Linked DNA regions of Mus musculus: all the other regions are linked to region 4. A link is a contact called in public HiChIP or PLAC-seq and promoter capture Hi-C data. All regions are on one chromosome and are shown on one strand. Each heading gives the region's core, a stretch centred on a gene start, on an enhancer-like site or on the middle of the called end of the contact. The rest is flanking DNA. Distances are from core to core; before and after follow the strand shown.

Region 1 (5,029 bases), core at 1,758-4,257, 1.2 Mb before region 4:
AAAATATCTAATAAAAAATTGAGGGAAAAAAAGGAAGATCAATGGGCCTTACAAGGGATTTCAATTTGCTACATGTTCTAATGTCTTGGTTCATACTCATAGCCAGGTTCTGCTTTTAGTCTGGATTAAAGACTCTTTATTTTCAATGGGCAACAGTCATTTCAGAGTCTCAAAACTAACCAAATACTGAGAATAGCCAACTGCTTCCTGTGCAGCCTATAACTGGAAATCTACCTTAAAATATACAATATTATTCACAGTGAAACTGTCTAGACTCCTTAATTAAAGAGACACTGACAAATGCAATTTCATGTCTTATACTCTTTCTACTATCACCTGACACCCACACCATACCTTGCTCAATCCCTCAAACATACCTGGATCCTTGGCTACAGTCTCCTCTGTCTTCATCACCCAGGGCTCTTAGTTCTCATTCACAGGTGAGCAGAACTGGCTGAGCAGTGGGAGACCTGCATGTGGGAAAGAGATTCTTCAGAAAGCACCGGGAACGTTTCATGGAACAAAACTGATAGATGCTCACACCTGCCAAAAGGATAGACATAAAGGAAAGAGAAAATATGACAAAATTCTCTTTATTTTAAGGATTTCCTTTAAACTATGAGATGTGGGGCCCATTTCCATACACAGTTCACACTCAGAGTTGTTTTTCCCTTAACTCTGAAGAGGAGCAAGGGAGACTGCAAGAAAATTATTCTGACCTACATACAACATTCATACTGTTGCACTCCTCCTAAGTGAGGTCTCTGAACAAAATCCTGAGTGCAGGGTCTAGGCATTTCTACTTCTGCAAGAAGTCCACAGTCAACCAATCATGAAATGAAAACAAATCAGTTAAGCCACATGTGCATGGACACAGTGCTTTTTTTCTAATGTAAATGAGCAATCATAATTATTCAAAAAGGGCTAATTTTGTGTTAATTAATATTGAGTTTTCTAGCTAAAAAAATAGATTAGCAAGATCTAATTCACTTACCGCATGCATACCAGGCTGGCCAAGACCTTATTAGGTCTCAAAGAAACTCCGGATAAACTGCTAACTCAGGTGCCCATTAACATAACTAATAGGAAGGAAAGAGAAAATATAACATATTTGTGAAATCAGCTAAATCTACCTAGATTAGAATATATTAAAAGCAAATTTATTGGGAAGCTGGTCTTGGTTTAGTTCACTGGTCCCAGTGATTAATGCTGGGAGAGTTGCCATAGGAGGCGAGGGGGGGAAGGGCATGCGAAAAATAACAGGCTTCTAGAAATAAGAAAAGGAGAAGGAGGAATAGAAGAAAGAGGAGAAAGAGAAGGAGGAGGAGGAGTGTTGTGGGAAATATTAAAAAACAAACTGGCATGTTTCGGCACTTGTGTCTCTGCCCAGGTGGCCTGGCCTGCCATGCACTGGCGTGCAATGGTCAACCTGTTTTTAGCTCTTGGAGACTCTGATTCCAAGCTCCACAATCTTGCAACCCAGCTCTCTAGGTTCCCACTGGCAGGTTGTTACCACAGCAACCCTGTGCTTTAAGTCCCCCACATCGTTTGTGGTACACATCTGGCAAACCCTCGCTTTGCTGCTGTACCTTTCTTTCTTGAACCCATGCAAGCCACTATGTGAAGGATAATGCAACACAAACTTAATTCAGAAACAATAGTAACTCAATCTCTGGGCACAACCCTGAAAACCTAATCTTGTAAGCCTTGTACTCTTATTCTTCTAGTGGTTGATCCTTGTGGATCTGCCATGATACTGGGACACTCAAGCAGCTACATCTTACCCATATGCTGTCTTGGTTCCAAAAGGACCCGACTCTCTCTTGTTTACTCTCTTCCTATGTCCAACCTGAAAGTCCCATGTACTCACCCAGTGATTGGCTCCTATATTCATTAGGGGACTGGTTCACAAGAACAGGCCCATCCACAGTAGAGGAGGAAGAGGAAGAAGAAGAGGAGGAAGAGAGATAGAGACCAAAACGTTTGGATTATATAGGGAGGCACCTCTAGTGGAAGGGCAACCAGGACCCTGGGCTGAAAAGTTAGGATTGAGGGCAGGGCCTCTCAGGTTGGTAGAACCCTGAGGTCAGGTCTGCTTTGATATTTAAAATATGCACCTCAGTCCATTGTCCTGGCATCCAAAACCAAACAGTATCAAAGGAGACAACTTTGGCTAGGTGCTTTCTTGGCTCCCGCTTCTTCTCTTGCCCCCTATTCTCTCTTCCCTTCTCTTCCTTTGTCCAACTCCACCTCTCTCTTTCCAATCACATCCTGGTTAAGTCTGGACCCTTACTTTCTGAGTCAGTCAAGTCTGCCCTGGTTCCTCTTTTTACTTCTACCTACAAAGCCCTCTGAGGATGCCTATTTCCCAGGCCATAAGCCACTCTCTCCTGAGTAGGCAAATGATGGGTCAAGGGAGTTAAGAAATCTAAGTTCGAGAAGCTTTGTAACTGCTGTTACAAAGAGAACCCCGTGTGCAAACTACAGTACTGCAAATGTTCTACGACACTATTTTCGGAAATCATTCTGGTAACCATAAGATAAATGAAAACAAACAAACAAACAAACAAAGCACGATACACCCAGTTCATAGGATCTCAAACCTCCTGACAATGATAAAAATCCACAGCATAATTGTGAGCGCGGCGTCCTTAAGAGCAACTGCAGAAAACAAGCCCCTGCTCCGCTCCAGCCCATTTCCCAGCCCCGCAGCTCCTCTGACCTGGAAGGTTCCAGGGCCGCCGGGCTGCGGTGCCCCCGGCTGCGCGGCTGATGGCTGACTCTCCCAGGTCAGCACAGGAAACCGCATCTGAGGAGAGTTACGGCCTTCGAAAAGAACCAGGCCAGGGTAAGTCGCCCGCAGTGGGAGTAGAGACAACTTGGCTCCAACAGGTACCTAAGGGGACGCGGTTCCCAGTCTCTGGCCACGATCTTTGGAGCGGCTCCCCTAGCCCCGCCCAGGACACCACGGTTCCGGTCACGTGACAGCGCTAACGCCTTCAGGCCCGCCGCTTTCACTTCCTTAATTACGTTGGTAGAGTCCGTCCAGCTGCGTTCTCTTCTAGGTCGCCAGCTCCAAATGTCCAGGCCAGAATGACGTGAAAAGCCACCACTCCCCTTGCTACCTGTGTAATCCATGTGTACTCGAACTGAGCGCTGGTTTTTCGGCCCCAGTTTCCTTCGGAAACCGGAAAGCTCCTCAGACTCTGTTTTGTGGCTGCGGACCTGGGAGAGTCAGCAGCGCAGCCCTGGAAGGTCCCAGGTCAGAGGCGCTGCGGGGCTGGGAAACGGGAGGGAGCGGAGCGGGGAGGTGGGGGGGGGGGGGGGGCTTCCGCAGCTGTTTTTATGGACGCCGCTCTCACAGTTCTGATGTGGATCTCTTACAGTTGTCAGGAAGTTGAGATCTTATGAACAGTTGGTCTATCATGGTTTTTTTTCATTTATCCTCCAGTTAACAGAATATTCAGTCGTAAAATAACTCATTAAAAATGATAGACCAGTTGTATTATCTGCTGTTTGCTATTGTGTCAATCACAAAGCTTACGGAATGTAAATTTATTCATATTTTCTAACTCCTGTGTTTTACTAATTGCTTATTCAAGAGGATACGTTTTACCCTGCTATGTAGAACTTTGTGTATATAGTAATCATATGAAGAACCAGTGCACACTTTTTTGAACGAGAAAATATACTTTGTGTTATGCTACGGCTATGATTGTAAACATTACTATTTACTAAGCATACTTTTTATTGCCCATGAATTATTCGTCTGAGTTGTATGCAGTTTAGGATGTAAGTAAAGCATTCAGAAATGCGTCTTCATATGCTGATTTATTTTTTAAATTGCCTAATTTTTACTAGATATTTTCTTTATGTATATTTCACATGTTATCCCTTTTCCTGGTTTCTCCTCCGAATACACCGCCTCACCCCCTGCTCCCCAACCCACCCACTCCCACTTCCTGGCCCTGGCATTCCCCTACACAGGGGCATAGAACCTTCATAGGACCAAGGGCCTCATCTCCCATTGATGACCAACTAGGCCATCCTCTGCTACATATGCAGCTGGAACCTTGAGTCTCACCATGTGTATGTTCTCTTTGGTTGGTGGTTTAGTCTCTGGGAGCTCTCGGGATACTGGTTAGTTCATATTGTTTCTCCTATGGGGCTGCAAGCTCTTTCAGCTCCTTGGGTCCTTTCGGTAGCTCCTCCATTGGGGACCCTGTGCTCAGTCCAGGGGTTGACTTCGAGGATCTACCTGTATATTTGTCAGGCACTGGCACAGCCTCTCAGGAGACAGCTCTAACAGGCTTCTGTCAGCAAGCACTTGATGGCATCCACAATAGTGTCTACGTTTGATGACTGTATATGGGATGGATCCCCAGGTGGGACAGTCTCTGGATGGTCATACCTTCAGTCTCTGCTCCACACTTTATCTCTGTAACTCCTTCTATGAGTATTTTGTTCCCCTTTCAAAGAAGGACTAAAGTATCCACACTTAGGTCTTCCTTATTCTTGAATTTCATGTGGTTTGTGAACTGTATCTTGGGTATTCTGAGCTTCTAGACTAATATCCACCTATCAGTGAGTGCATACCATGTGTATTCTTTTGTGACTGGGTTACCTTATTCAGGAAGATATTTTCTAGTTCTATCCATTTGCCTACAAATTTCATGGTCATTGTTCTTAATAGCTGCGTAGTACTCCATTGTGTAAACGTACCACATTTTCTGTATCCATTCCTCTGTTGAGAGACATCTGGGTTCTTTCCAGCTTCTGGCTATTATAAGTAAGGCTCCTATGCTGATTTCTTATGGTACATCTTAGGTCCAAGCAAGTTCAGTATTGCTATGTGAGTGTATTAGACAACACTATGTAAAGTTTTAGAAGCATCTTTTGTACAATTGTGATCACTCTCCTGTATCAGAAAAAAAGTCTCTGTGCTTGAAGAAAAGCACTCTGCACCTACATATGTGGCCAAGCTGCTGGGGTTTTTTTGTTTTGTTTTGTTTTTCTTTTTATTGTAGGG
Region 2 (4,433 bases), core at 1,711-4,210, 1.4 Mb before region 4:
GACATGATTATAGGAAACAGATAGATGGTGATGCAGATAAGCTTCAATATCCACCATTTAGAAAGACAACAATGAACAGCACTGAAAACCAGTATTGAGTAGCACAGCTCTGGAAAACCATCCACACAACAGGAGAAGAACAATCTTCTCAAACCTCATGCAGAAGTCTCAAGTGTGGTCATGTCAGAACAAGTCAGAAAGGCCAGGTGGTGCAAGCCTTTTACCCCAGCACTGGAGAGGCTGCGGCAGTGGATGTCTCAGTTCAAGCATTGGTTTATTTTCTGAGTTTCAGAACTTCCAGGACTACCTAGATAAAGTGTTTCAAAAACAAAACAAAACAAAAAATAACAACAAATAAAAAATTCATCTACTGAAGACTGCAGAGTAGAAATGTCTTCTCCACACCTAACCCTCAAGAGACGTGAGGCCTCAGGGAGTGGGTAGGTCAAGTGGGGTGGGGATGACAGGTGGGGATGTCCTCTTGGAGACAGGGAGAGGGGGATGGCGACAGGAGTATGAAAAACAAAGAATAATAATCATAAAAGTAATTGAAAACATTTTTCTTTAAAAAATCTGGAATGTTGACATCAGTAGAAGACACAGGAACACATAAAAGACTTGTAATCTGAGGTACTGTTAGCATGTTCTCAGTCAAACGTGAAGAAATGTAAAATACCAAAATCACAGAGACATTTTTAAATATAGACAAATCATTCCAAAAATTTATAAAATGAGAAACCACAAAAAATTTTAAATATATGAGAGAAGTATCAAACCCAAGGGTGATTTCAAAGTATATTAAAATTATAGCAATGCAAATCTTGCAAAACCAACAAGAAGACAGACTACAGCAGGTATCAGTGGGAAGGTAATATAGACAGAGTTTAATACTATGCAAAGTTTCTAAACAAATCTTATCAAAATCTTGCTGGCATTATTTTAGGGAACTGAGAAATTAACCATAAAAGATAGAACAACTGAAAGGAACTACACAATGCTCCAAAACTCCATGAGCAGAAAAAAAAACTAACAGGCATCAAGTGTTCTGACTAAACAATACATTAAAATTGTAACAAAGAAAATATTTAATACTGGTAAAAAGATATGATTAGGGATGTGAATGGGAGGGGGACAATATCCCTCACATACAAACCAATTAAATTACATGTGCCTCTGTGAATTAATTCTTCCATAAAAGGTCTTCTAAAAATTACAGTGGGAATATTCTGATGTTATTCTCACTGCAATTATCTAGAAATATTTAGAATGAAATAGAATCTGGCAAAACAAATCTCATGTCCTCTTTGTACTGGGACTTGAGCCCCTCCCCATCCCTTCTTCATTCTCTCTAACATACCTGGATCCTTTGCTAGTTTCCTCTCTTCACCATCCAGGGTTCTCAGTTTCACAGGTGAGCTGAACTACCTGATGAGTGTGATACCTGCACAAGGGAAAGAGTCTTCAGAAAGCACCCAGAACTTTTCATGGAACAAAAATAAAGGATGCCTAAAAAAGGATAAACATGAAGGAGAGAGAAAATATCAGAAATAAAAATGTCTCTTTTCCTCTAAGCATGTAGGCTCAGACACATGAACAGTCATTCTCCCTTGAACTCTGAGGAAGAGCTAGGGAGACTTCAGGAAAACTATTGTCATTAACAGAAACCAGACTGCTGCACTGTCCAAAAGAGATCTCTGCCAAAAGCCCTGTCTGCAGGGTCTAGGAATTCCCATTTCTCCTACTAGAAGTCCACAGACACAGCACTGAATGATAACAAACCCTAAAGTAAAAAACAACAGCTTGGCCACCTATGTGAGGGCAAAGTGCTTTCCTTCAACCAAAGAGACAATTTTCTGATACAGGGAAGTGATCATAATTATTCAAAAGATGTTTTCTAAAACTTTATTTTAATCTATAGTCTGGTTTAAGAGACTGCAATATTGGGCTTGCCTGGACCCAAGGAGTAACATAAGAACTCAGCATATGAAGACATATTTCTGAATGTTTTACTTACATCCTAAACTGCATACAATTCTGATTAAAAAGTTCATGGCCACTAAAAAGTCTGCTTAGTAAATATTAGTGTTTACACCCATAACAGTAGGGCTCGATAAACTATATTTTTGGTTCAATAAATGGGCACTGTTTCCTCATATAATATTATATGCAAAGCTCTCTGTGGATGCCTATTAACCGGGCCAAAGGCATTCTCTTGAACAAGCAATTAGTAAAACAAGGCAAGAAAGCAAGAACAAATTTACTTTCCACTATCTTTGTAATTGTCATATTAGGAAATAGATAATGCAACCGCTCTATAACAAGTTTTTTTTTCTTCGTGTTTTTATTGGTTTTTTTTTTTTTTTTTTTTTTTTTTTTTTTTTTACATTTCAAATATTATCCCCTTTCCAAGTTTCTCCTCCACAAACCCACTATCCCCCTGCCTCTATGAGTGTGCTCCCCCACCTACCCACTCACTTCTACCTCAGCGCCCTAGCATTCCCCTACCCTGGGTCATTGAGCCTCTACAGGACCAAGGGGCTCCCCCTCCCAGTGATGACCAATAAGGCCATTTCCTGCTAAGTGTGCAGCTGGAGCCATGGGTCCCTGCATGTCTACTCTTTGGTTGGTGGTTTAGTCCCAGGGAGCTTAGGTTGGGGCGGGGAGGGTGTTCTGGTTTACCAGTGATTTTATGACTGAATATTCCAGTAATTGTAAAATACATTTTTAAAGAATCACGATAAATCCCAGGTCACAGGATCTGAAACTTCCGGTCAGTGGTAAGAAACCAATGACAGAACTGTGAGAGCGGCGTCCTTAAGAGCAGCTGAGGAAAACACCCCGCTGCTCCGCTCCCTCCCGTTTCCCAGCCCCGCAGCGCCTCTAACCTGGGACCTTTCGGGGCCGCCGGGCTGCTGTGCCAACAGTTGCACTGCCGACTGCCGCCTCCCCAGGCCCTCCGCCACGGAAATGCTTCTGAGGAGACTTTTCCGGGTCCAGAGACAGCTAGGACGCAGAAACCGAAAGGTAGAAAGTTGATTGGTGGAAGTTCCTGTCACTCCGGCCTGGATCTTAGGAGCTGTTCTCCTAGACCCGCCCAATAAACCATACTTAGGGTCACGTGGTTCCCCCAAACACTTTGTGAGCAAGCGCTTTCTCAACCTTAATTTTTAATACTTTTTTTCCTGTCTGGTCAATGTCCTGGTCTTGCCTTTATCCCTGCCCCGGGGATTCCATTCCCTCCCACTCAGTCATTGGCTTCCTGCCTCACAGCTCCACCTGTGGACCTGCTCTGCACAACCTCCCTGCTGCTTGCTGACAGACTAGGAAAAACTGGTTCTGTATGATGCTGCACTCTGACATCTGAGAGGTAGTTCTGAAACCCTCAGATAATAAATAGGCAGCCCAACTTCTTAGCTTGGGACGCTAGCCTCCTCGGCTACAATCGCACAGCAAAATATAACCTAGGCGTTAAATTCCTTTTCTTTTTTTTTTTAAAGTATAGAATAGAGTTTATTTAGGGCATGCGGATGGGAGTTAAGAGAGTAGTAGAGGCAGAGAAAGACAGAAGGAGAGAGTAGGTAAGTGGAGGCTGGCCATGCCCTCCTGGAAAGAGGGTGGAAAGGAATGGAGGGCAGGGAGAGGCACTAGGGAGGTAGAGGCAAGGGAGACAAGAGTTTAAGAGATAAATTCCAATTTCTTATGTTGCACCCCAACACACAATACTAAAAATGACTCACAAAGTTTGGCTTCCTTCCAAACCATGTATCAAAGCATACATGAAGTATAAGAGGGACCACTGAGATGAAAATGTGGATAAAGACAGATGGGACAGAGAATGATGGGAGGGTGCTCTGCAAGCTCTCTGGGGAGCTCCAGGGACAAAGGTCACTCTGTAGAAACAAAAGCTGTATAACAGGGTAGTGGAAAGCACTGATAAAGTTAAACTCCAAGATATTTGTCATGGCCACAATAGCAAAGAAAATAGATAATGCAAATAGTTTGCACAAATATTTTCCTATAAATTGTCTGACAATCATAACATGAATGAAAACACCAGCGTCAGCCCCAGTTCCTGTAAGCAAAAATACAGTGATAGTACAACAGAATTTTGATAGCCAGGAAAAATAAAATGCCTTCTGATCTGAGTTTATACTACTTAAAATTCCATGCAGATGGGATTCATGGATTCGGGATCAGAATGGTAAGGAAAATGGACATGGTAATACTTGAATTCTCACGGGAAAGGGCATTCATTTTATCACTCTGGTCTGTAGCTCAGAATCTGGTACTTGGGTAAGGAATGCATTGAATATATAGATTTCTGTTGGTAGGATGGCCAATTTTACTATGTGAAGCCTCCTCATCCACAAGCATGGGAGATCTTTCCACAGTCTAGTATATTCTTTAATTTCTGTCTTCAAAAACTTGAACCT
Region 3 (4,612 bases), core at 2,033-4,532, 1.2 Mb before region 4:
CAAAAGATAGCATGGACTCCATTGGAACTAGACTTAAAACTTTGACAATTTTAATGCACTGCCATTTGATTGTTGCTCTAAAACCCATCTTTTGGAAAAATAGCCAGTACGCCTCGCCATCAATCTTTATAGCTAGGTTAAAACTATATTAAATACGACTGGGAAGAACATGACACTTTGTCTTGTGACAGTGTCAGCTCAGTACTGTACATTTTCTTCTTTCTGGACTGTAAACTTAGAGTGACCAATATGCTCTTTATTGTGTTGAAATGTGTTTCTTTTATTCTGACTTGCACTAGGTGATTTTTGAACATTAGTGGAGGAAATACTGTTATTACTGAGATTTTACTGTATTACTGAGATTTTAATTCAGAAGATACTGTTGGCATTTTGGCTGATACATTATCGTTCATGTTTTTTTTTTTTTTCCATTCCCAGTGAGTGTTAGTGCTTTCCTGTGTTATACATGATGGTTTCTTTCATGTCTTTGGTATTCATTTGTTACTTACATGAAATGTGCTCTTTTATGTATCTTCATGGATAATTCGTGTCCGATTCTTCTGTGCATGTTTTATCTGATTATTATCTAAGAAGGGTCCTGGGTGAAAACCCTGTGTAATTTTTCCCCCCATATTCAAGTACACTTCCTATTCTCTCACTTCTAGCAGTCATTTTTTTTTTTCTGGATATAATGCTACAGTTGACATTTATTTTCTTTCAAGCCTTTAAAAATATCATTCCATGCTCTGCTGACATTAGTGTATGTCCAACTGTTCATGAATATTGTATTTTCTAAGCCTCTGTGCTAGGGGAAGACAGCTGGAAAATAGATTCACATGGTTCTAGCACAGAGATATGGAAAAAGCAGGATAGACCTGGGAGATGAGAAAATCTCTGTCTCAGAGAGAATATCCTTAGTAAATATAGACTAGAATTCTGAGGTCGACAAACTAGAGTCCTACTTTCTGAACAGCACACATAGCTATTTGAGCTTTTCTTACTTTAAACAATTCATGTTGAAACAAGTGATAGTGACCTTTGAATGGAAGGCTCAGAAATGTAGAAAAATGTCTGTTCATAAGTAGCTGTGCATTTGAGGAAGTGTCAATTCCAGATTTTATAAAAGCCATGCATCGTGGATTTCATAGAAGAAACATATAAAACCCTGGTTTATTCATGCCTTCCCAGAATACCCTCTTAATCTCCATGAATTTGAAGCTGCAGTTCTGTTTTTTTGTTTTCAATTGAAGATATGGAAAGGATTATGTCACGGAACACATTCATTTGCAATAAACAATACTGCTGAAATTGAAAAACAGCATCTCTCACTGGTGCAAGAATATTTGATTTGTTGCTGATAGACTTGACAACATTTGTCAGCCTGTATGTTAAAGACAAGAGTGATAAAGTGATGTGTCAGGCACAAATGCTCGTTCATTTGAACATACATGCAAAAATACTCATAAAATACTTGCAGAGAGATTCCAAGATCACATCAAAAATATCACCAAACATGATCAAATAGGCTTTGAAGGGGTAGTTCAATGTACAAAAATCAACAAATATAAACCACTATACAATATTGCAAAAAGACATGATCATCTCATTCCATGCAAAAAAGGTCTTTGACAAAATTGAATATCCCTTCTCCATAAAAGTCCTGTAGAGATAAAAGATATGAGACACATCTAAACATAATGAAGGCAGGTTACAGTCTGCCTTAATCCTGGAACCAGGATTAAGTTAAATGAAGAGAAACTCAAAGCACTTCCACTAAAATCAGGAACAAGCCAAGAATATCCACACTTTCCATATCTATTTAATAAAATAATTGAAGTCTTAGCTAAAGCAGTTAAGACTACTGAGAGAGATACAAAAAGATACACAGTAGATTGAAAAGGAAGAAGTCAAATACCCTTATTTGCAAATGATATTATAGTATACTTGTGACCCAAGAATTTCCACCAGGCAACTCTATAACTCAAACACACTTTCCCCAAAGTAGCTGAATACAAAATTAAAGCTATTAAATCAATAGGTTTCCTATATACAAATGACAAAGGGACTAAGGGAAAAAATTAGGAAAGCAACACCTTTCACAATAGCCTCAAAAAAAAAAAAAAAAAAAAAAAAGAGTATGTTGGTGTTAACTTTAACCAAACCAGTATATGACCTGTATGATACAACTTCAAGTCTTTGAAGAAAGGAAATTGAAGAAGACAATTAGGAAGTAGAATGGCTATTCTACCAAAAGCAGTCTACATATTCAACACATTCTTTATCCAAATTCCAGCCTGTATCTTACAGACCAGAGTGATAAAGTGATGTGCTAGGCACAAATGTCCTTCCCCTTGAAAATCCATTCATTTCTATGTTCATTTTCCTTACCATCCTGATCCTGACCATGAATCCCCTGTGCTTGAAATTTTAAATAATGCAAACTCACCACATTTTATTTTTTCCTGGCTATCAAGATTCTGTTGTGCTATCATTATATTTTCACTTACACAAATTGGGTCTTATGCTGATGTTTTCATTCATATTATGGTTGCTATGCTATTTACAGAGAAATATTCGGGAAAAGTATTTGCATTACCTAGTCTCTTTGCTATTGTGGCCAGGACAATGCTCCTGGAGTTTAACTTTATTCATGCTTTCCAAGTGCCCTGTTCTACCACTTGCAGTTTCTACCAAGTGTCCTTTACCCCTGCAGCTCCCCCGTGAGCTTGCACAGCTCTCCTCTTATTATTATCTGTCCCATACGTTTTTATCCACATTTTCATATGATTAGTCTTTCTTGTATTTCACATGTTTTAAGACTGGCTTTGGGAAGAAGCCAGGCTTTTTTACTTACTTTTAGTATTTTGTGTAGGGAATGGAAGGAAAGAAATCAGAATTGTGGGTATTGGTTGCCATTTGCTGAGCGTTTTTAAAAGCTCAGAAGGCTTGTATCTTAACTTCTTAGTTAGGCTGCCCATCTTTTATCTGAGGGGTTCAGAACTCAATTGGGACTCAGATATTGGGGTGCAGCGTCCTTACTTATCCTGTTCTGGTGTGAAAGCATATCGGAGGCTGTGCAGAGCAGGTCTAGGGCAGCCTGGCTGCTGGAGCTTTGTAGCAGGCTGCTTGAGACTGAGTGGGAGGGGCCGGAACCTCCCTGGGGCGTGGGTACTTGTCGGGCGGGGAGGGGGCCAGCAAAAAGAAAAAACCAGAGGGTCTAGGAAAGTAATTACGGAAAAGAAAGCGCCTGGCTTGAAGTGTTTGGGGGGAACCACGTGACCGGAACCGGGGCCGTAGTGGGCGGGTCTAGGAGAGCAGCTCCAAAGATCAAGTCAGATAGGAAAATTCACCATTCCCTTAGGTACTTAAGTGAACAACTTGTTCTCTAACCGGGGGCTGGTTTTCCTGTCCTGGTTATTTCTGGACCTAGGGAAAACTCGGGCCTGGAAGAGTCAGCCGTCAGCTGTGCAGCGGCGGACACCGCAGCCCCGCGGCCCTGGAACCTCCCAGGTCAGAGGCGCTGCGGGGCTGGAAAACGGGCGGGAGCCGAGGTGGGGGTAAGGGGGGGGGGGGGGATGGTTTCCCTGGACGCTGCTCTCCCAATTCTGTTGTGGATATCTTACGGTTGTCAGGAAGTTTGAGATCCTGTGAACTGGGATTTATCGTGATTTTTTTCATTCATCGTACATTTACCAGAATATTCAGTCATAAAATTACCCATAAAATATCTGGTAGAGCAGTTGCATTATTATATGCTGTTAGTTATTGTAACAGTTCCTGGAATGTAAATTCATTCATGCTTTCTAACTGCCTCGTTTTACTAATTGCTTATTCAAGAGAACGCCTTTGGCTCTGGTTAATAGGTATCCTCCAAGAGCTTTGTATATAATTGTCATATGAGGAAACGGTACAGATTTTTTTTTGAACCAGGAAGTGTTGGAAGCCGACCGCGGCTCACATGAACCGGATTTCACCTGGAAGCCAAGCTGGGGCTGAAAAGAGAGGGGAACTAGGCGGTGGAGAGAAAAATGGAGCTAAGTCAAGATTCCTGATCAAAGCTCAAATGTTTAATGGCAAATGCGCTTATAAAGGGGGGGGGGGGTGTGGTGGGGGTGGGGGAGGCCCATTCCCGCCAGTTCATCCTTGGAGCCTGGAACCAGCTGCAGGAATAGTCTCCGTCCCAGCTGGTAGCAGCAGTGGCTGAACAATAGAGTGATCTAGGTAGGAAGGCTCTACCCAAGGTAATCTCCTTAGTGGCAGCAAGTTCAAGGTCTGGCTTAGCCTGCTTCAGGCTGGGGGGAGGTTACTAGAAAGTAGACCGTATGGAGCACTACAGTTATTGCAGTAAACATTAACATTTATTAAGCATACTTTTTATTGCCCATGAATTATTCATCTGAGATGTATGCAGTTTAGGATGTAAGTAAAGCATTGAGAAATGGGTCCGTTTACAGGAAGCCTACAGCCAATATCAAATTAAATGAAGAGAAATTCAAAGCAATTGCAATAAAATCAGGAACAAACTAGGCCATTCACTTTCTCCACGATGTCTATTCAATATGAAACTTGAATTCTTAGCTAGCACAAGAAGACCGCTGAAGGAAATAAAGAA
Region 4 (4,952 bases), core at 396-2,895:
ATCAAAGTTGCAGGATTGTGGGAGGAGTCCGCAGCAGGAAGTTGAGGTGCTCTGCCATTGAAAAACTGGAAATCTCTTGAGGGCGGTGCCTAAGTCAAGCTGTCGCTCAGCCTTTTCCTGTGTCCTGCGTGCTAGGCGTTGGGCTCTGTGCTGAGGACATAGAGCGCAGTAAGAAAACTGGTGCCTACTGGGTGGTCCAGTGAGATCCACCCCACACAGTTAAAAATAAGCTGGATGCTGACCCTAGCAGGGAAACTTAGGAGCAGCCAGAGCAAGGCTGGGCCTAGTCACGACAGTCTGAGACATCAGGGCTTTGGGGGCGACCAGCGCCGAGTTTCCTTGACCCCGCGAGTGATGTAGTGCACTCTAGAACGGGGTGGACACTCCAGATAGCACCACTGATTCCCGGAAGGAATCCTCCTCTGTATTTGGGAGCATGTAACTAAGAAAGCCCATCAATGCAAAGGGGAGAGTTTGACTTTAAAGTGGGCTCCAAAGGGTTTGTGGAGGTAACTTCTCCTGAGAGGCGGGGCGAGGCGGAGGGCGCTGTTAGTAGGACAAAGCCACTAGCAGGATTCTGGTGGGGGAGACTTTTAAAAGCTATATGGACTGAGGAACACTCATCTTTATCACATCTTCTTGTCGGTGTATGTTTTAATTTTTTTCTCACTACATTTATTTATTTACTTATTTATAGGTTGGGTGGGGGCACATGTGGAAGTCAGAGGACTACTTGTGGAAGTCAGTGGCCCAGGTTTTTGTTTGTTTGTTTTGAGGCGGGATTTCATGTAGCCCAGTGACTTCAGACTTCATATTAGCTGAAAGAGGCCTGCCTCCATTTCCCAGATGCAGAGATTACAAGTGTGCACGATCATGCCCAATTTTATGATGTGTGCTTCCTGCTTGGCAGGAAAGCATTCTACCAACTGAGATGTATCCCTTTGGTTTTGAGTTTTTGAGACAAGTTCACTCTGTTACACCAAGCCCATCTGGAATTCAGGGCACTCTTCCAGCCTTAGCTGAACCTGGAAAAGATAGCACTGCAGGTGTAAACCATCACACCTGCCTTCTGTCCCCCTCCTTTTCTACTTTGAGACAAGGTCTCACCACGTAACTATAACCTGTAACTCAATATGTAGACCAGGCTGGTCTTGAACTAATAAGAGATCCACCTGCCTCTGCCTCCTGAGTGCTGGAATTAAAGGTGTTTTCCACTCTAATTGACCTATTTTATTTTCTTACAACTGCAGTCTCATCTGTTCCTTGGAATGCAACCCCCACACCCCAAATCCACCTGGGGCAGGGCCTCATTCCTCAGTTTAGCTCCATGTCCTTAGAGCCTGCTGTTTAATAAACATGTAGATAAATATTTGTTGTATGAATGAAAAGCCAAGCAAAGAGGCCTACACACAGCAAGCACGTAAAACAGAAGCTCTTGGCCCCAAAAGGGCATCAGTCTGTCTCCGCGTAGATGGAGAAGCTCTGGCTTAGAGTAACTTAACTCTTACAGAAGCTTGGCAAAGTTAGAATCTGGAGTCATCACTTTTCCCTTGGTTTGTTTCTGGCTCCTCCCTCTTCCTTACCCCACCCAGACTGGGAGGTGAAGGGTTAATTCCTGGAAGCCCCTTTATCCCCTTACCTGAAAGGGATGGGTCAGGCAGGGAACTTCCTGTTCCATTTCCCGGGATTCCTTTCCCAAACTAGGCTACGCTGCCTCTTACCCTGAATTCTCCCAAGGATCCCCAAACATCTCGGCCTCAGGCGTCGGTACCTGGAGTGGTGAGTTGGAGGGCTGGGGTGTAGGCTTACAGCACTGTGGAGAGTGAAGGGTGTTTCGGGGGACCTACTGGTAGGCTGAGAGCTAGAAAAGTCTTGGTTATAATGAGCGGGTAACTCGTGCTGGAGACTCCAAGGCCACACAGCATGATGCATTTGTGGCCTTGGAGACATGAGGGAGGGTCCCAGAAGTGACGATGCCATGCGTTCCTAGCACCAGAAGGGGATCTCTGCCTTAAAAAAAAAAAAAAAAAAAAAAAAAAAAACAAGTTAACAGAGTTGAGCAAGTTAGACTGCTAGCAGAGAAAGGGGGTTATTTCTTGCAGAGGACCACTCTAGCTCCCTAGTGTGTAGGTGGATTTTATAGCAGTACCTACATACAAATTTAGACCGGCCAGATTTCACTAAAGAGCTTTCTCGCCCCACACCCAGCCAACCCCCTACAGAGGTGCATATTAATAGGCCTTTTGTCCTGGAGACCTGGGGGAGGGACAGGCTTTCTAAGGCCTACTTGCCTGAATTCCATCTCTTGGAAACCTCTGGCAAGTCCTCACCTAGAAATTCCAGCTGCTGTGTGGTTAGGCGGGCCTTTGACCAGAATCTAGAATTCTCTCTTTCTTATCTATGCTGTCATACTCCAAGCTAATACTGGCAAAATTTCATGGGGTAGGACGCAAATAGTGGGTTCGGAACCCCATTTCCACTTTAGCAAGCAGTATTGCAGCACCGGGTGAAGCTGTGAGTAAATCACCTTGGACTCTCTGAACCTGTAGGATTAATAGGTTGATCTAGCAAGTGAGTCCGGGCGGGATGAAGTGAGCAGCAGGCAACTGACTGGGCTGCTAAACGCTTGGAACTCACGAGCATCTGCTGCAGAGTGGCCAGAGTGACTTCACTCTCTAATTGTTTTTATTTTTTTAAGGTTTATTTATTTTATATACAGAGGGTTTGTATGAATGTGCATCTGCGCACTATAAGAGGGAACTGGGTCCCACCAACAGTTGGGAGTTGCCATGTGAGTTCTGGGACTTGAAGTCTCATGAGCTCCGGAAAAGCAGCCACGCTCTGAGCCTGGAGCGCCTCCATATCATATTTCATATGCTTCTTCAGACAGCGAAATGCAATGCTGTTTCCTGTGTGTGTGAGCCAGAAATTAGGGCTCGATGTGCTGGCTGGGCACAGGCCCTGAAGATACTACTCCAACCCCTCTTTGTGTTTTTATTTTTGAGAAAGAATCTCACTAAGTTGCCCAAGCCAGCTTTGTACTTCACTTAAGTCCAGGCGAGCCTGAAACTTTCAGTCCTGCCTCACCTGTGGCTGGCTCCATAACCTCTCTCTCCTTTTCCTTTTTGTTTCTAATATGTTTGTTGTTTTCTGAGACAGAGTCGTGTATCCTTGAATCACCAACTGAGCTGAGGATGACCTTGAACTCAATTGATCTTCCTGTCTCTACCTCCCAAGTTCTAGGATTTAGAGGACATTTGTATACTGGGGATTGGACCCACGGCTTCCCACATGTTTGGTAGGGCTAGCACTCTACTAAGAGAACTACATCTCAAGTCTCATCCTCCTAGTTTTTGGGTGTTTATTACAGATTTTTTTTCCCTGAACCGTACTTTGATTCTTAGGACTTCAAAACTTCAAAGTGGCAACTACTACTACGTAGTACTATTATTATTGCTGTTCCATTGCACGTGTTCAAGTCATTAAAGTAAATCACTTCAAATGACAGGCAAAAACTTACTGAACTCGAAACAATGCCTCTTGCTCAAGCCAGGAGAAGAGATTGCAGTGAGCAGTGATTAGGGTACAGCAGCCAGTGGGTGATGTGTTTCAGGGCCCCTGAACTGGACGAGGTCATTGCAATAGAAAAAGCACCTATGGGATGAAAGCTCACACTGGACAGGCTGTGTTTGGGAGGCAAGGGATCAAGATGGAGACAACCTGACCCAGGGCAGGAGTTAGGCCTGGGTCATCATTTTGCACCACATCCCTCTTTCCCAAGGCTAGTTTAAAATTCTGGATTTTCTGTAATACTTCCACCCAATACAGCTCTCCTACAAAGGAAATTTAGAGAGCTCTCTTCATCCTGGACACTATCTATACAAAATTCAGGGCAGAGACACTTTGCCTAATCTGGATACCTTTGATAAGATGTTATAATTAATAAGAATGAGAACAATGACCACAAGTCCGCCCGCCACCCCACCCCCCAAACCCCACCCCCACCCCACCCACCGTCTGCCCACAGTGCAGCAGCGCTCCTTGTGTGGTGCTGCTCTGGGCTGCAGTTACTGGAATGGAAAGTTCTGCCTAAGGCTCTGGTCCCATCCCCCTATCGGAACTCCCACTGTTTGGGGGGTTGGGGTGGGTAAGGAGATCAGCTTGGGAGAGACAGCCAAAGTGCCGCTGCCACTTTGTTTTAAGAAACTTAAACTGGCCGGGCATGGTGCCACACACTTTTAATCTGGAGGCAGAGGCAGGCGGAAAGAAAGAAAGAAAGAAAGAAAGAAAGAAAGAAAGAGAGAAAGAAAGAAAGAAAGAAAGAAAGAAAGGAAGGAAGGAAGGAAGGAAGGAAGGAAGGAACTTAAACTGGAAACTGGTTGAAGTGTGGCACCGTAGAATATTTGCCTAGTATTCCTGAGACTGAGTTTTGGGTTCCATGCCCAGCCTGGAAAGAGGAGCTAACCCTTCTGTACAGTGCTGAAAGGTTTCATTGATCTGGACTGAATTGATTTGAGTCTAGTCCTTAGGAAGGAAGGAGTAGCCCTCTGAGCTAGAGAAAAAGGTGGCACCTAGTGCCCCCTGTTGGACAGTCAAACACTTTCCATTGCTAGCTGGAGGAGAAAGTGAGTGAGAGTTGTTACCACACTAGATGAAGAACAAGCTGATCGCAAAGCTAGGCAGTGGGACTCTTGTGACTCCCTAGCCCACAGCTCTATTGTAGTGTACTCAAACTCATTTTTCACATGTGAAAGGGAGGGAGTGGATTATAAATCTGAATTTTTTCAAAGTTGTATTTATTTATACATGCGTGTATTACACTGTGTGCTTACCTGGGATCCCTGGAGGTCAGAAGAAGAGAACATTGGATCCCCTGGAAATGGAGTTACAGATACATGTAAGCCCCCAAGTGGGTGCTGAGACAGGACCCATGTCCTTTGCAAGAGAGGCAG
Region 5 (4,969 bases), core at 755-3,254, 2.0 Mb before region 4:
ATAAAAGGCATGTTATCCCTTTAAGATAAAAGCCATGATGGCAGCTAGGAACGAAAGAGAAATGATTCCTTGCCAATGTTGGGTTTTCCCCTAGCTATGTGGTCAGGGTTCCGAGTACAGGTTAGAATGCATGCTGTTTTGCTGAGCGTGATTCCAGGGTTTCATATCTCAGGCTAAGAAAGAAAGAGCTGTGCCCCCCAGAGCTGACAGCGGGCCAGGCAGCAGAGACCATGGGCTACAAATCATAGGCTTGAACGCCAGCCCTTTCCTAGACACTGCCTCTGAACCATAGCTTTTTAAGCTGGGGACTGATGTTTGCCTAGTCAGGGGTTCGGGGGTTGGAGGTGCAAGGCTAAATGCCTCTGCTGTGCAGTTAGTCCATCAATCACTCTAAGAGCTGGCTGCATGCCTCCTGTAGCCAATAGTTACAGTGAGTCACCAAAGTCTCCATAAAATGTGGGGCTCCCACAGGGAGACTAATGACAACTCCTGACTCTTGATATTAGCTCTTTCTAAAGCAGATAATGAGTCCAGCATGGTGGCACATGTCTGTAACCTTAGCATGCTAGAGCCAGAGTAGGTTCATCTCAGTGAATTCAAGGCCAACTTATCTTGCAAAACAACAACAAAGTCAACAAAAACAAAAATCCCATAAGATACTGATGCTACCAAGCAATAAATTACAGACTGATGTAATCATTTAAACTGTTGCCTTTAAAAACAGGTTTACATGGCAAAATCCTGTCCTGAATGAATGAATGAATGAATCCTCCCAATCTTTCTATTATTAACTATTTTACACTCACATATACATGTATATACACACAGAATGTGTGTGTGCATTTGTGCGCTCACATCAAATACTGCCCACTCTCATCTCCTACCTCTCCACTATCCTGGTTCACAATTCCAACAGTCACTCTACTGTGTCCATATCTATTCATATTGCTTGTGATCCACTGAGATGAACCAGAGCCATTTGTGAGACTGTGGGTTTGGAGCCTGATGTGTGCTGGACCCTGATATGCTAAAGGCACATCACTCTTCTAGAATCTATGAATCTATCCATAGTCAACATCTGAGAGGTTGTGTGTGCCATTCCCTAACCTACACTGACTGTGGTCTTGTGTGAGGCCAGTGCACATAAAGACAGCTGCTGTTGGTTACTGATTACAATAGTTGTATGGTCTGGAGAATGCTGTGTCGTGTCTTAGCCTTTCCCCTCCTTTTTCCCTTCTTATTTCCTAACCACCTCTTCTTCCTTGGTGGTGTCCCCAGAGGTAGAGATTGATGGTGTAGCTGACGGCTTAAGTTTTACTTATTTTCTCTATCAGGATAGTCAAGAGTCTCTGCACCCATCACTCTATTAAAAAAGGAAGGAAAGAAGGAAGGAAGGAACGACAGAAGGAAGAAATTCTATATTTTCTCTCAAAGGACTTTAAGTATGAGTCATAGAAGGCTAATGTCTTTCTGAGTTAGTGAACTGGCAAGTCTGCCTTCTTGTGGTGAAAGCAGTACACTGCGGGGTGAATTCTGCCTTGGGCTGGTAGCAAAAGCTACCAGATCTCTGACTTAAGTTCTTTAAATGTCTCTCCCTAAGTCAGAATTTCAGTATTTTGGCTTCTCATGTTTGTGTGTTGGGATGGGAGAGCCTGTTGCTGTTTGGTATGAACTATGTAGCCCAGAGGCTGGTTGTCAAGTCCAGGTGTCAGGCTATCTTGGATATAAAGGGTTCAAAACTCACTGTGTGTGTCAAACATTGGGTGCACAGCCTCCTAGCAGGTCCACTTCTCACTTCTGGTCTAGGCTGGCAGCAAGCATGAGGGGAGACTGTTCAGCCTGACATCTGGAGCTGTGTGGAAGGCAGCTTGACACAGAATGGGAGGGAGCTATCTCCGTAAGGCGGGGCCACTTACCCGGAAACAGAGGGTGTGAGGATGTGGCCTGTTGAGGCGGGTGTGTGATGTAGAAAAGTGTTCAGAGTGGGAGGAGTTAGGGGGTGACGTAAACGGAAGCTGGGAACCGGCTGATGAGGCCTGGGTAGTTGTACTGAGAGCCAAAGCCTGAGTGTCAATGACCTGTTCAGGTGCAGAGCAAGCAGGCCTGCACCGTGGGGAATCATGTGGTGCAGACCTGGGGTCAGAACACAGGGTGGACTTCGGGGAAGGTAAAACTCGGGGCTGACGTGGGCGCCGCGCGGGGAATGGTGGGGAAGTCTGCAGTGCAGCAGCTGGACCCGCCTCCCTACCGCCCTGGATCCTCCCAGGTCAGAGAAGCTGAGGGGCTGGGAAAGGGGAGGGAGGGGACCAGGCTGTGATCAGTTTCTCTGCTGTTCCTAAGGAAGCAAGCTCTGAAGTTTTGCTGTGGGTTTCTTCCCTTGTCAACACAATTTTAGGTCATATGAACTGAAGTAATCCTGATTTGTTTTTTATTGTTCACCTGATTGCCAAAATATTCATAGTAGAGTGGTCTAGGAGAATATTTGAATTTATCTTTTGATGCTTGCAAAACAGTTCTCTTTATTTAGGTGAAAAGGACAAAGCTCTTGGAATTTACATTCATCCATGCTAACTCCCTTGTTATACCCGTGAACATACTTGGTGACTTGGCATCTGCTGAGAGCTTTTAGACAGCAGTCATGAAAGGAGTGGCTGCAAATGTAATTGAATCCAAAAGCATATTTTTTTGCGAGTTTCATAGATATGGTTTTAACCATTAACATTTAAAAGTAAACTCTATACCCACCATTACCTTTCCTTCGGAGACATGCACTCCCTGATGTAAATGCAATATTCTGCTATAAATGCACCAGGCTTGTTGGCATGCATCTTTAATCCCAGCATGGGGGAGGGAGGACAGAGGCAGGCAGATCAAAGAGTTGGAGACCAGCCTGGTCTGCTTGGTGAGGTCAGGATAGCCAGAGCTACATGATGAGCTCCTGTCTCAACAACAACAAAAAACAAAAGGACAGAAAGAAAGAAAGAAAGAAAAGAAAATCGTGTTTTTGTGCTGAGTTCCTAGAACCTGGAAAGGCACAGTAGGCTATTTGAGGGTATAGGTCACAGTATTTTCACAGTTTGCGCATTATAAACCAGGTGGTATTGGCACACGCCTTTAATCCCTACATTTGGGACTAAAGGTGTGCACCAGGACAAGGACTTAAACTGCTGTTTTGTATTTTGTGGTCATTTCTCAGCCACTGGTGTGACTGTGGACTTCCAGAAGAACAGGCAGTGTCAGGACCCTTCTGGGAAGGCCTTGTTGCAGAATTTCAGCACTCTGGTTTGTGTGGGTGAGAACAGTTTGCTTCCAGCCTCCCTTGTTCCTCCTCAGGAAGAGGCAAGTTATTCTGCAATTGTGAGATCTTTGACAGTGTAAAGCTTCCATCCTTTTTTAGTCCATAATAAATTCAGAACCTCTCTAGTGTATCATATTCTCATCCCAGTCATTCAGTTCCATTTGTGCCCCTGAGACTTGACTGAGCTGTGACTGAAAGTGAGGTTCAAGTTACACTAACTGAAAATGCTTCCTAAATATTTTCAGTATTCTGACACTGCATGAGAATTGGGGGATCGCCGTAGAATTTTCTTTTTATCTCCTGAGCACAGTGCTGTGCCAGAAATGAAGGTGCTTGCTAAATACTCTTTTTCTCATGTGCAGGGTTCACTGATCACCCAGACCTGCTTATCTGTGGAAACCTAGAAGGTGGAGAGGGAGGAGACAGTACCTAAGGATCCAGGTATGTTGGAGGATTGGTGAAAGGATGGCAAGGGATTCAAGTGAATGTGGAAGTGGGACATGAAATCAGTTTTGCCACTTTCTGTTTCACTAGAAATAATTCTGGAGACTTCCACTGAGACAAAATCACCTCAGAATTGTCCTACAATTCTTCCTACACAAAAATTGAATGCTAGGAGGCAAATAAAATTTATTTGATTGTGCATGTGAGTGATGTTATGTAGAGTCCAAAATAAAGTTCAAGACCACCCAGCCCCTTCTCCCCTGAAGGGACGTTCAGAACCATAGCGGTCAAAATGACTAAGTCTGCAGCTGCCAAACCAAAATGAGCTGTTCTCAGAAAAATAACCATAACAAGATAGCAGTTCCCAGAGAAAGTCCCCTACCCTGACCCACACTAAATTCTAAGAAAGACCACAAACCACCCTGACCTTGTCCCTGAAATTCCCCTGACTCTGATAGCCATGATTTAATAGCTGTGAGGTTAATAGCTGATCCATAAGTTCAAAACATACTGTTGCTTTGCTAAAAAACCACAAGGGCAGGCAGAGTGAGCGACTAGGCCAAAGGGTTACTTAATCTTCCTATACAAAGCAAGGAAAGCCTAAAAAGGTTACTTGCTACACCAATTAGAATAAGCCAGCTAGGGGACTTTTGGGATAGCATTGGAAATGTAAATGAAATAAATACCTAATTAAAAAAAAAGAATAAGATACTAAGTAAATTTCTGCGAGTACGGAGCCTGTGGCTGGGAAAATGGTTATAGCCATGATCATTGACTGCCTTAAGCTTACTCTGTGATAGCCAGTGACAACTGGAAGGAAGAAACTACCTTTCTCTAATGATGACATGTACAGTAAGACTATAAAGAAGAGAAAAATCTTATTAAAAAAAAAAAAAAGAATAAGCCAGCTATCCTGTTGCCTAAATCTGCCTCTTACAAGGTATTAAAAAGTGTGTTCTTTGTTTGTTCTGGGTCTTTGTCTCTGGCCTGAGTGATGAGAGGAGGGTCCCCAACATGATGGATCAATAAAAAACCTCTTGCGGTTTGCAGTGAATGCACTTTCTGTGGTCTTTGTGAGTGAGGGTCTTTTGATGAACTCCAACATTTATCCTTATTCCATGCACATCACTGATCAAGTCTACATACCAATATTAAATGGTTTTCCTTTCAGTGATCTTCATGCACTATAAAATGATGAATATTAATGCATCTAGGTTTACTTATTGT
Region 6 (4,944 bases), core at 461-2,960, 1.6 Mb before region 4:
GTTCACACAAATGCAGAGTTGTTTTCCCAGGACCTCTTAGTAGGGGCAAGGAAGACTACAAGAAAACTATTCTGACCCACAGAATCAAGGCTGCTGCACTTCTCTAACAGGTCTGTGAAAAAAAGCCCTGACTCTAGGGTCTAGGTGTTCTCACAACTACAAGAAGTCCAAAGTCTGAGAAACTACTAACAACAAACTATGAAACAAAAATAAAAACAAAATAAAACAAAACAAAAAAAAATAGTTTGGTCACATGTGCGTGGACACAGTGCTTTTCTTGAACTAAGGAGACATTTTTCTGATGTAAGTGAGCAATCACAGTTATTCAAAAGATGCTTTCCTATTTTTAAAAACTCTATACTGACTTTTCTATCTATAAAAACATCTTCCTCTCACAGCATGCATACTGGGCTGGACTATATCACAAGAGGAATGGCTAACTTAAGTGCCTATTAACACATCAAAGTCGACATTTTTGGCTAGAAGCTTTCCTGGCTCCTGGTTTTTCTCTTGGTCCCTCCCTGACCCCCATACCTAGTTCAGTCTGGACTCTTCAAGTGGCCTCTGGTTGTTTTCTGGTTCATACTGTAAAACCCAAAAATACCGTGTAAGCACCACCTTCGCAAGAACCAGGTACCTTCTTGGAATGCTGGGAGTTTTAGTTCTTGAGAAAATTGCAAAACCTCATGCATGGGAAAGTATGGTGGCCTATAGGTTTGTCTTTATAAAGCTCTGGAGCATGTGACCAAAGTCCATCTCTTGGTTAGTATTTAACAACCCTTACTCAAATGGTGGAATTGTTTGTTTGTTTGTTTTCTCCAGCTAATCTGAGCATTATCATGACCTACAATTAACCTTCTCCTCAGCCACACCTTTGGACAGTCATCATCTCATTTTCATTCAGCCGTAAGGTGTGATGTTAATAACTAAGCATATGAAGACACATGTCTGAATGCTGTATTTACATCAAAGAGAGCATGCATCTAAGATGGAACTCTAACGGGGAGCAAAACTTTGGTCAGTAAAACTTAATGTTTACAGTCATAATTTTGGTGCTTCGTAATGTATATTTTCTGATTCACTCAAATGTGTACTGGTTCCTCATAAGACTAATATCTACAAAGCTCTCTGGGAATGCCTATTTCCCAGGCCAGAGGCCACTCTCTCCTGAGTAGGCAAATGATGGGTCAAGGGAGTTAAGAAATCTAAGTTCGAGAAGCTTTGTAACTGCTGTAACAAAGAGAACCCCGTGTGCAAACTACAGTACTGCAAATGTTCTACGACACTATTTTCGGAAACCATTCTGGTAACCATAAGATAAATGAAACAAACAAACAAACAAACAAACAAACCACGATACACCCAGTTCATAGGATCTCAAACCTCCTGACAATGATAAAAATCCACAGCAGAATTGTGAGCGCGGCGTCCTTAAGAGCAACTGCAGAAAACAAGCCCCTGCTCCGCTCCAGCCCATTTCCCAGCCCCGCAGCTCCTCTGACCTGCAAGGTTCCAGGGCCGCCGGGCTGCGGTGCCCGCGGCTGCGCGGCTGATGGCTGACTCTCCCAGGTCAGCACAGGAAACCGCATCTGAGGAGAGTTTACGGCCTTCGAAAAGAACCAGGCCAGGGTAAGTCGCCCGCAGTGGGAGTAGAGACAACTTGGCTCCAACAGGTACCTAAGGGGACGCGGTTCCCAGTCTCTGGCCACGATCTTTGGAGCGGCTCCCCTAGCCCCGCCCAGGACACCACGGTTCCGGTCACGTGACAGCGCTAACGCCTTCAGGCCCGCCGCTTTCACTTCCTTAATTACGTTGGTAGAGTCCGTCCAGCTGCGTTCTCTTCTAGGTCGCCAGCTCCAAATGTCCAGGCCAGAATGACGTGAAAAGCCACCATTCCCCTTGCTACCTGTGTAATCCATGTGTACTCGAACTGAGCGCTGGTTTTTCGGCCCCAGTTTCCTCCGGAAACCGGAAAGCTCCTCAGACGCAGTTTCCTGGCTGCGGACCTGGGAGAGTCAGCAGCGCAGCGGCGGGCACCGCAGCCCGGTGGCCCCGGAAGGTCCCAGGTCAGAGGCGCTGCGGGGCTGGGAAACGGGAGGGAGCGGAGCAGCGGGGTGTTTTACGCAGCTGCTTTTATGGATGCCGCTCTCACAGTTCTGTTATCTTACCGTTGTCGGGAAATTGAGATCCTGTGAACTGGGGGTCTATCATGATTTTTTTTTTCATTTATCCTCCAGTTATCAGAATATTCAGTTGTAAAATAACTCATTAAAAATGATAGAGCAGTTGCATTATCTGCTGTTTGCTATTGTGTCAATCACAAAGCATACGGGACGTAAATGTATTCATGTTTCTAACACCCGTGTTTTACTAATTGCTTATTCAAGAGAATACCTTTTACTTCGCTAAATAGAACTTTGTATTTATACTAACCATATGAAGAACCAGTACAGATTCTTTTTTTTTTTGAACGAGAAAATATACTTTATGTTATGCTATGGTTGTGATTGTAAACATTAATATTTACTAAGTAGACTTTAGTGTTGTATGCAGTTTCGGATGTAAATAAAGCATTCAGAAGTGCGTCTTCATATGCTGAGTTCTTATGGTACACCTTAGGGCCAGGCAAGCTCACTATTGCTATGTGAGTGTATCAGACCACTCTATTGTTATGATTAGAAAACCCAGTATAGATTAAAGTTTTAGAAAGCATCTTTTGTACAACTACGATCACTCTCCTGTATCAGAAAAAAGATCTCTGTGGTTGAAGAAAAGCGCTCTGCACCTACATATGTGGCCAAGCTTTTTTTTTTTTTTTTTTTTTTTTTTTTTTTTTTATTGTAGGGTTTGTTATCATCAAGTCCTGTGGTTGTGGACATCCTGTAGGAGTGGGAATGCTTAGACTCTGCTGACAGGGATTTTTGCAGAGATCTCCCTTTGGACAAGTGTAGCAGTCTGGTTTCTATGGGAGACAATAGTTTTCTTGCAGTCTCTCCAGCTTTCTTTTCAGGATTCCTGGGAGAATGACTCTCTTTGTGTCTGAGCTATGTGTGAATGAGACTCACATCTCACATAGTTAAATGAAATCTTTAGATTAAAAGGGACATTTTTATTTCTGATATTTACTCTTTCCTTCACAGTTTCCTTTTTGGAGGCATCATTCATGAATGTATTTATGTATTTATTTATTTACTTTCAACACAGCAAAAGCTTTATTTGTACAATCTTTACTGGACAATTTGGGGCTGTGTTACTGAGTAAACACCTGTCGTCTCAGGCCTGTTACTAAAATGGTAATAGATACAAATCAGACTTACTGGTGACAGTCCTTTTGGTCCTGTCTTATTTATAACAGTTTCTATAGCACTGCAGCCTTCAGTGGTACTGTACCACTCTGGAAAAGATACCTTCAGGCTCCTTTCCATCCCCCAAAGCTGCAGCAAATCCTTCCTGCTGCCTCCTCTTAGCCAAAGCAGCCAAAGATTTAAGCGTCTATGGTTCGTAGATGGCCAGGTCCACAGGTACTTTCCGGTTGAGCTCCACCTGGCACTTCATTAAGTTGACAGTGAATTCGGGGTACTGTAAGCCATGCTCCTGGGAGGCAGCTGTAATTGGATTAATCCAGAGGGTCCTCAAAGTTCTGCTTCTTAAGTCTGTGGGACTTCGTACACGAAGGCTCTGGTCACCGCCCTGACTGCCAGCAGGTAGCAGTGATTCTTCCTTCCCCTAAAATCTTAAAATGTAGAGCATGTTTCAGCACCTCCTATACCTGCCAATAGCGACCAGTGAGGCGGTTCCGCAGCCACAGCCACGTCATAAGGAATACCATGATGGGCTCCCGAATCCTGAGGACGCATCATTTATTTTTGTACCATGAAAAGTTCTGAATGCTTTCTTATGAATCTTTCCCATATGCAGGGGCCCCCTGCCCAGTCAGTGCTACTTACCTGTGAATCTGAGAGCCCTGGATGGTGAAGAGAGGAAAGAGTAGCAAAGGATCCTGTATGTTAGAGGGAATGAGGAACGATTGGGAGGGGCTTCAAGTCCCAGTAGAAAGGGGACATGAGATTGGTTTGGCCAGATTCTATTTCCTTCCAAATAGTTCTGGATATTTGCACCATGAATAACATCAGAATATTCCCATTGTAAGTAGTAGAAGACTATGTAAGAATTAATATACAGAGGCAAATATAATTTAATTTGGTTTTGTATGTGAAGAATGCTGTTTCTTTTCCATTCATATCTTCTTATTATAATTATGTTTGTCAGAACAATGGATGCCTCTTAGTTTTTCTTGATATTAGAGTTTTGGAGCATTTTGTATTTCCTTTAGGTTCTCTTGTCTTTTATGGTTAATTTCTCCATTTCCTAAAACAATGCCAGCTCAATTTTGATAACATTTGATTAATATTTCTGCATAATATTAAACCTATCTATATTACCTTTCCATTGATATCTGCTGTTGTCTGTCTTCTTGTCAACTGTCAATATTTTGCTATAATTTTAATATATTTTGAAATCACCCATGATTTTGATTCTTCTCTAATTTTTTAAAGTCTTAATGGTTTCACATTTCATGAATGTGCTTGGAATAATAGAAATAATTCTCTATTTATATTTCAAAATGTCTGTAGGATTTTGGTATTTCAAATCTTAAAATCATCCTTTTATATTTCTTCACATGATTAAATAAGAACATTCTAGCTGTGACTCAGTATTTGGGTCTTTTTTGGGTCTTTTATGTATACTCTGTCTTCTTTTGATGTCAACATTCAAGATTCTTAATGATAAAATTTTCTAAACTCAGGTCTTTACTAGATTTGAAGACTTTTTTGTTTTTGTTACTGCTATTTATTTATTTATTTATTTATGACGCTTTGTCTATGTAGTCCTGGCAGTTCTGTGACTCTGTAGATAAGGCTTCCATTGTACTTAGAGATCTCC

The links. Promoter capture Hi-C pulls out the DNA fragments that hold promoters and counts their contacts. HiChIP or PLAC-seq counts read pairs in DNA pulled down with a chosen protein or histone mark.
Region 1: a promoter capture Hi-C map of pre-B cells shows a contact between it and region 4, with 16 times the contacts expected there. The contact joins the promoter of Zfp758 here to the promoter of Zscan10 in region 4. A contact is called at or near these places in 11 of 39 promoter capture datasets (the 3T3-L1 cell line, the C10 cell line, the HPC-7 cell line and 6 more), 4 of 115 datasets of contacts at active chromatin or transcription factors (embryonic stem cells, large pre-B cells and stem cell-derived neural progenitor cells) and 1 of 9 other capture datasets (embryonic stem cells).
Region 2: a contact with region 4 is called in a promoter capture Hi-C map of embryonic stem cells, with 5 times the contacts expected there. The contact joins the promoter of Zfp994 here to the promoter of Zscan10 in region 4. A contact is called at or near these places in 2 of 39 promoter capture datasets (embryonic stem cells and hippocampal neurons) and 1 of 115 datasets of contacts at active chromatin or transcription factors (astrocytes).
Region 3: a contact with region 4 is called in an H3K27ac HiChIP or PLAC-seq map of embryonic stem cells, with 2.8 times the contacts expected there. The contact joins the promoter of Zfp946 here to the promoter of Zscan10 in region 4. A contact is called at or near these places in 8 of 39 promoter capture datasets (the 3T3-L1 cell line, 3T3-L1-derived adipocytes, cranial neural crest and 4 more), 1 of 484 Hi-C or Micro-C datasets (B cells), 7 of 115 datasets of contacts at active chromatin or transcription factors (astrocytes, embryonic stem cells, kidney and 2 more) and 1 of 9 other capture datasets (adipose tissue).
Region 5: a contact with region 4 is called in a promoter capture Hi-C map of pre-B cells, with 4 times the contacts expected there. The contact joins the promoter of Zfp983 here to the promoter of Zscan10 in region 4. A contact is called at or near these places in 4 of 39 promoter capture datasets (cranial neural crest, hippocampal neurons, liver and 1 more) and 1 of 115 datasets of contacts at active chromatin or transcription factors (astrocytes).
Region 6: a contact with region 4 is called in a promoter capture Hi-C map of pre-B cells, with 9 times the contacts expected there. The contact joins the promoter of Zfp942 here to the promoter of Zscan10 in region 4. A contact is called at or near these places in 13 of 39 promoter capture datasets (the 3T3-L1 cell line, 3T3-L1-derived adipocytes, the HPC-7 cell line and 8 more) and 2 of 9 other capture datasets (embryonic stem cells and liver).

What each region holds. Positions count from the first base shown.
Region 1 is chr17:22,358,446-22,363,474 of GRCm38.p6, forward strand. Zfp758 (zinc finger protein 758) reads left to right here and starts at 3,008. Exons shown (of 3, transcript NM_001347330.1): 1 at 3,008-3,262. The coding sequence starts at 3,137. It overlaps Zfp944 (zinc finger protein 944), which reads right to left and starts at 2,955. Exons shown (of 6, transcript NM_176962.4): 1 at 2,723-2,955; 2 at 995-1,079; 3 at 378-543.
Region 2 is chr17:22,222,654-22,227,086 of GRCm38.p6, forward strand. It overlaps Zfp994 (zinc finger protein 994), which reads right to left and starts at 2,961. Exons shown (of 5, transcript NM_001205095.1): 1 at 2,886-2,961; 2 at 1,358-1,441.
Region 3 is chr17:22,420,920-22,425,531 of GRCm38.p6, forward strand. It overlaps Zfp946 (zinc finger protein 946), which reads left to right and starts at 3,283. Exons shown (of 7, transcript NM_198003.3): 1 at 3,283-3,510.
Region 4 is chr17:23,599,181-23,604,132 of GRCm38.p6, forward strand. It overlaps Zscan10 (zinc finger and SCAN domain containing 10), which reads left to right and starts at 1,646. Exons shown (of 7, transcript NM_001289481.1): 1 at 1,646-1,779. It also overlaps a transcript of Zfp13 not described here.
Region 5 is chr17:21,648,607-21,653,575 of GRCm38.p6, forward strand. It overlaps Zfp983 (zinc finger protein 983), which reads left to right and starts at 2,005. Exons shown (of 7, transcript NM_001357098.1): 1 at 2,005-2,266; 2 at 3,197-3,339; 3 at 3,661-3,739.
Region 6 is chr17:21,960,754-21,965,697 of GRCm38.p6, forward strand. Zfp942 (zinc finger protein 942) reads right to left here and starts at 1,711. Exons shown (of 6, transcript NM_001199048.1): 1 at 1,503-1,711. It overlaps Zfp943 (zinc finger prtoein 943), which reads left to right and starts at 1,806. Exons shown (of 4, transcript NM_001025373.2): 1 at 1,806-2,066. It also overlaps the pseudogene Gm7805.